2 separate regions of the Ovis aries genome follow, and region 2 is linked to region 1. The links are chromatin contacts, called in public Hi-C maps. All regions are on one chromosome and are shown on one strand. The core of a region is the stretch at or near the end of the contact, and the rest is flanking DNA. Distances in the headings are between cores, read along the strand shown.

Region 1 (3,505 bases), core at 296-2,795:
GTAATGACCTAGAGGGGTGGGGTTGGAGGGGGGTATTGTGAGGGAGGGTGAAGAGGGAGGGGATATATGTATACTTATGGCTGATTCGTGTTATATGGCAGAAACCAACACAACATTGTAAAGAAATTATCCTATAATTAAAAATAAAAACACATTAAAAAAATTAGAATGAAAATCTTGCTCTTTATAAGTCAAAGTTTCTACTTAAACCTTGTAAGGTAAGCCAAGATACCTACCTAATAGTTTAAAACGTGCTGGCAGTATCCTTTATTATTTTTCCTACCATTCTGAAACTATTTGTAGAGATAAAGCTTGATAGAAAGTGAGTTTGTCTGCTGTGTTGAATTCTGCATATGTTTGTATTTTAAATTTCAAAATGTCCTAGGTATCCCAGGACAATTTTGTTGCTCTGGAATTTGTCATTGTTTCCTAATTAGCATAGTATTTATGGGCTTTTCTCTTTCTCAGCCCTTACCTCCTTTTCTTCATATCAGTCCATACTTTTCTTACTTACTGGTATTTAGATAAATGAAAGACAATGGTAGGCTTCAATGGACTCTTTAGAAACATAAAAACATCTTACAGGGTCATATTCTGGAACAGGATTCAAAAAGATTTGTGGCTTTCATCAATTATTTTTCCCTCTGTATCACCACTTGGTTTGAAGTTTTTCTTGGATGCAGTGCCAGGCTGGCATCCCAAGTAGCTCATTAGCTGTTCATTTCTGCCTTCTTTGCATTATTTCACTAACTGCCCATCAAAATTCAGTGTGTAGCTCTAGGCCTGCTAAGAACAATCTGGCAAGATATCATTCAAAAGCATGTATTATTTACATATCACTTGAAAGTATCAGGGATTAATCAAGGATAGAAAGTACAAAAACACATTTAGCTTCTATGAGTGATTCATTTTAAAAGTGGAAAATAAATCAGATGTTTAGTGCATTTCTAGAAAACAGAGGCTAAGTTTCACCACCATGATATTGAAAAAAGCAAGCAAGTAAAAGCTTTAGTATTGATTTTTGCTTTAACCTATTGATATGTAGACATTTTGTTTCTTGAAATCTACTTTCCTTATACAGATTTAGAGACTAAACCAGCCAGCTTATCTAGACAACTGACTGGTGTTAACCAGGTGAAACTAAAGAGCTGTCAGTGTTGTGCTCCTCTGCCTCGAATCTCTCTTCCTACTGTCCTTTCCAATTTTGCAGAACTAGCAGGTGGAAAAAGGATGAGAGAGGTGATGGAGAGAGGGAAGGATCAGACCATATGCCCCTGCTTATTTGGATTAAAAAAAAAATAAAGTGACATTGAAGTTTGATTTTAGACAAGACTGAGCCATTTAGTAGTAAAAGTGAATTGTCATGATCAGCAAAGATATGATTCTTTCCATGGAAACTGAGATGTTGTCATTCATTGAAGAATCAGGAGCCAACAGAGTGAACTAAAAGGAATTAAGTAGAGAAAAAGGAAGCTTTTTTTTTTTCCTGTTCACCTCGCATTCAGGTTGTTCATTAAGCAGGTTCTGTTTATGTTCAGTCAAGTAATAGCTCTGGCTTTAGCTTACTGGACTTTGCACCCAGTTGTGGTCTGTCTCCAGGTCACAGGAGTGAGTATGTTATCTGTGTTCTTGTTGACACAAACCACCTGAGATTATAAGGCAGTCAGCCTTCCAGGGTAAAGAAGAGGCCTAATTTTGTGGCAGTTTTTCTCCAAGCATGAAGGGAGACCCTGGAAATACGCTTAGTAAAATCCTACATTATTTTGTTTTCATCTGGAATGTAGTTAACTTAATTTGCTTGAATTATTGATATAAGTACAAAATGTTTTTGAATATTGAGAAGTCCATTTTAAAAGTGAAACTTGGCATATATAGACATAGTGCCAATTGCTCTGAGAATTGTTTTTCTTTGTATATTATTATCGATGGCTTCATTTATTTAACATTTTTGTATTTATTTCCTTCAGAATAGTCAAAGTTACATTTTGTAAAGTCATTGTGTATCACTTAGTTTTTCCCCTATATTATCTTTTAGGAGAAGCAAAAGAAAACTGTGAAATTTTGATTTTAGTGACAGGTCCTGGACTGTTTCATAGAAATATATTCTAGTTTGGCTTAAGAATTTTAGCTCTATCCTTCTAATTTGATACAATGAAGTAAATAATAAACTCAATTCTGATTTTTAAGTTATAAGTTTTGACTATTAGAAGAAGGCTACTGTGTCTCTATGAATGTCCTACGCCAGTGTGTACCATGTGTGTGGCATTACTCTTTGAAAATTCGCAGTGTCTTCTGAATAATTCTTGGAGTTTCTGTTTCCTATGCTTCTTTCTCTCTTGTTGCTATAAACTATATAAGGTTTTCCTGAACTTCACTGGTTGGTATAATAAGTCATAAACTTAGTTATTGCAGATCTCAGTGCAGGTCACTTTAATGTCTAGAACCTGAGGCTGTTTCAAAACTAATAGGCCCTGGATACTTCCCTGGTTGTCCAGTGGTTAGGACTCTGAGCGGAGGCCAGGCTTCAGTTCCTAGTCAGGGAACTAGATCTTGCAAGCTGCACTGCACAGCCAAAAAAGGAAAAACAACAACAAAAAAACCCTATAAAAGTAAGAGATCCTCAAAGCCATAAGAAGTAGGAGAAAGTGACAGGGTCACTGGTCCTAAGTATGAAGAAACAAAACAAAATGAAAAGACCTAAAGATTGAATTCTGCTTGTGGCCAGTCTGATTCAGGTTGCCAAGTCTGAGGGTTTACAGTGTATATTTACTGAAGCAAAAGAAATGGTAAAGAATAATGAATGTGGGGAGGAGGAAAGAACAGACTCTTACTCTTAAAACTATACATTTTAAAGAAGAAAAACAGATATCTGACCGAGCTACTAAATCATCATCATCCTGCAAAGATAGATTGACAAAGTATATTATCTTGCCTGAAACATCTAAAAAAGAACACACTGTATTAGACAACAGTTTTCAAGACATTGGATATTAAACATGGAGAGGCTGTGATTCTTGAGACAAGAAACAAGTGAGGTGAGTGAGCCTGTGACTGCCCCTGCTTGACCCCTGTGCAGCTTCCAGGCTGTGGTGCAGGGAGAGAGCGCCAGTGGAGCCTGAGGGTTTCCCTGGGTGAAAGGAAGAGCGGGGAACCCAGAGAGATGAAAGTGGTGGAACATTCCAGAGGAGAGATGCACACAGACTGACTTTTGGAGATCTGCTGAGGTCTGCAGTCTTCAGATTCATGTGCATGGGAACTACCTCAGGTGAGGGAAAGAACCACTGAAAAGGTTAGAGGGACCTGACAGGGATTGTTCTTATTTTCACCTGCCAGATTGTAAAACCTCTTAATTTATAGGGCCTCAAAATTAAGTCTTGGGGAGAATGCACACAAAAATATACTGGCCAGTACTTAGGCTATACTTCAAGATATAAGCTGCAATGTATGCTTTAACAGATATGTTCTTTCTGCCTTTATGTTGATATTTGGGAAATAATTGAGTATT
Region 2 (3,424 bases), core at 292-2,791, 36 kb before region 1:
AGTAGAAAGATTCATTTTCCTTTGCCTGGGAGTCTTACAGCAGTCCCTTGTATTTCATGATTTGATGATTTTCCAACAATTCAATTTTATGGATCTGGACTGAATGGAATATGCCATGAGACCATGGCATCTTAGAACAAACATGAAATGTGGTAAACAAACTGATGTTTCCACATGGGCACTATATTAGCTATTTCTGCACTTTGCCCTTCCATCAAGTTACCTGCCAGGCCTTCATCCAGCCTTCATCCGTCAATTACAGCCACACATTAACTCCGGACATTGTAAGCCTTTCTAGTAGAGCCATTCTCAGGCAGGACTGTGAGCTCTCCCAGGAGTGTCTCCCGTCTCTTCTGTTCCCATCTTGAGCCTCCTCTGCTACTTGGAGCTCTGAGTTCTGAACAGGCTTATCACGAAGCCAGTTGCGGTCTCTCTTTATGGTGCATCCTTAAACCCAGGCATCCGTGTAAAGGAGAGCCCTAGTTATACAGACACATTATACTTCTCCCGTTTCAAAGAGAAGCCTTTCCTGCTTGTTGGGGGGTTTCTGCCTGATGCAGAGGGGCGAGGAAGAAGAGTTGGCTGGCTTTGGGGAGCAGATTTAGAGTCGCATCTCATTGGAGGGGCTAGCTTTTTCCTGAGCTGCCAGACACTGCAGGCTCAACTGAGGCGCGGAGGTGCAATTCAGGCTGGTGAAACAGCGGGGGAAGCAGGACAGGCGGGGCTAGCGCGGCTCTGCAGCGGATCACAAGCACCCGCACACACACCACTCTCCCGCCGCCCCCGGCTCGCGCCTCGCTCCTTCCCACCCGGGCCGCAGAGACGCGGACCAGGAGTGGGGGGCCAGGGAGGGAAGAGGAAAAAGGCAGGCGCCGTGAAGCCGAGGAAAAGCTGGAGCGGCGCTGATATTTCACCTGAGAGTCTGACCCGAATCCCGAAGCTCAGACCCCCTTCAGCAGCACCTTTGTCGCCAGCCAGGAGAGCGCGGCGGTGCCTAGGAACCCTCGAGTCCCTCTCCCAAGTCTTCCCGTGACCGGTGCACCAGGATCCTCCCTGTGGGGGCCGCGCGGTGCCCCCAGGAAGGCGCGGAGCTTGGGGGACCGGCGTTGGCGCCCATCGTGGTGCGCGGGGAAAAGTGGAGGCGAGAAGAGCCCTGAGGGCAGAGTGCGAGGCCCTGCGGCCGCTGCTGCCCGCGGTGCCGCCTCCTGCCCTCTCCCTTCGGGTGAGTGCCGGGCGGTAGCGCACAGCCACGTCTCTGCCGGGCGCGGGGGCGGCGGGGGGGCCCTGGTGGCGCCCGCGGAAACTCCGCGGCCCGCGGACGGCAGGCGGACGCGTCTCTAGAGTCCGGAGAGGGGACTCTGAGCCGGGAGGACGTGGGTAGGGACTGCTGCACCCGTGCCCGGGCAGAGATGCCTTTAGGCGGGATTTGGGCCAAAAGATAGGAGGCGGGAGTGCCGGAGGGAGCCGGCAGCCGTCCCGGGGGGTGGGGGGGTGGCGGGCAAGCTGGGAGCGGCGGGGTGGGGGGGGAGGGTCTGGTCGGAGCAGGTAGTGCTGCTTGGGCAACCCGGCGAGTTGGCCGGTGGGGAGGAACACGCTGGTCAACTCGTTAATTTTAAAGCAGTCAGTTTGGGAGTGCGGCAGGATAGTCAGGGGGGCTGTGAGAAAGCGAGAGGTGGCCCTGGGATGCCGGTGGTGGGGGCAGAGAGGAGAAGCCTGGAAAAGCTTGGAGGCGAATTCGCGCTTGGGTTCGTGGTCCTCGCAGCCCTCCTGCCTTGAGTGTGGGAGAACACTTTTTTCGGTTTTAAGACTCAGCGTGGAGAGAAAGCCTCCGTCCCAGGGGAGGAGAGACGTCTGCGGGGGGCAGAGACCGCAGCTACCGCCGGGTGCGCCCCCCACCCCAGGCGCGCCGGCTTTGGTCCCCCCTTTCTCTCCCGCCCCCACCTCCTTATTGGTGCTGGTTTGCAGCGCTCGGCTCCTGCGCCTTCGCTTCGCGTTTGAATCTGGCTCGCCCCTCCGTATTATGTCTGCACTCCGAAGGAAATTTGGGGACGATTACCAGGTAGTGACCACCTCGTCCAGCGGCTCGGGCTTGCAGCCCCAGGGGCCGGGCCAGGGCCCGCAGCAGCAGCTTGTGCCCAAGAAGAAGCGACAGCGGTTCGTGGACAAGAACGGCCGGTGCAATGTCCAACACGGCAACCTGGGCAGTGAGACGAGCCGCTACCTCTCGGACCTTTTCACCACCCTGGTGGACCTCAAGTGGCGCTGGAACCTCTTCATCTTCATCCTCACCTATACAGTGGCCTGGCTCTTCATGGCGTCCATGTGGTGGGTGATCGCCTACACTCGGGGCGACCTGAACAAAGCCCACGTCGGCAACTACACGCCCTGCGTGGCCAATGTCTATAACTTCCCTTCGGCCTTCCTCTTCTTCATCGAGACCGAGGCCACCATCGGCTATGGCTACCGCTACATCACCGACAAGTGCCCCGAGGGCATCATCCTCTTCCTATTCCAGTCCATTCTCGGCTCCATCGTGGACGCCTTCCTCATCGGCTGCATGTTCATCAAGATGTCCCAGCCCAAGAAGCGCGCGGAGACCCTGATGTTTAGCGAGCACGCGGTGATCTCTATGAGGGACGGGAAACTCACGCTCATGTTCCGAGTGGGCAACCTGCGCAACAGCCACATGGTCTCCGCGCAGATCCGCTGTAAGCTGCTCAAAGTAAGTGCTATCCGCCCCCTCCCCACCTGGCGGCCGCCATTCCTCACGCTCGGGGGAATTAACCCACGTGAGAGCTATCCTCAGGCTCCTAGTCTGTCTTACGCTACAGGCAAACTTGTTTCTTCGGGGTGGAGGATGGGGCAAACAGAGTACAGTCGACAGTTCTGTTCTTTTCCCACCCATTCTCTTGCAGTTGTTTGTTTTATTCTTATTTATATTCATCGGACGTACTTGTATCGCTTTCTGGACACTTACGGAGTGGTGTTGGCTCCTGGACCTCTGAGGTAGAGGAAGGCCCTGTTGTCCTTCCTACCCTGGCTCTTTTCCTCTTTAGAGAGATTTGAATTTGTTGTCAATACACCACTTCAGTAAACTTCAAGTAGTAAAACTGAACAGGCTTTTAGTCTGAAGACAAAAGGTGCTGAACTTGCCTCAATTTTCACCTAAGACTTTATTTATTTATTTGTAGTTATCTCTCTCCCTTCATCCCCTCCCTAATAATATCAGCAAGTGGATTATTGCTTCAGACCCAATAACTCTGTGGTTATCTTTTTAACAAGTACACAGATGGGAGAAGCAGTTTATAAAGTGGAAAAAATAACACCTGGTTGTTATCAATTTTTATTTTTACTAAGTATTATCCTAGAGAAGTATTCTGTGAAAGCGGAGTGCCTTTCCATGCAGTTAAATTAATTTTATTCT

What was found. Hi-C and Micro-C count contacts between places; a contact is called where the count stands out from the background.
Region 2: a Hi-C map of liver shows a contact between it and region 1, with 4 times the contacts expected there. The contact joins the promoter of KCNJ3 here to the enhancer-like site in region 1. A contact is called at or near these places in 4 of 16 Hi-C or Micro-C datasets (liver, mixed tissues and skin fibroblasts).

Annotation. Positions count from the first base shown.
Region 1 is chr2:154,755,966-154,759,470 of ARS-UI_Ramb_v3.0, reverse strand. All of the region lies in intron 2 of KCNJ3 (potassium inwardly rectifying channel subfamily J member 3), which reads left to right. Among named protein-coding and RNA genes, the nearest start is that of KCNJ3, 36 kb to the left of the region's middle. Within about 2 kb of position 1,545, at least 4 of the 54 cell types and tissues checked have an H3K27ac peak or open chromatin away from gene starts, as enhancers often do. A contact at or near this core is called in liver, where this site is marked.
Region 2 is chr2:154,791,592-154,795,015 of ARS-UI_Ramb_v3.0, reverse strand. It overlaps KCNJ3 (potassium inwardly rectifying channel subfamily J member 3), which reads left to right and starts at 1,541. Exons shown (of 3, transcript XM_060411148.1): 1 at 1,541-2,722. The coding sequence starts at 2,021.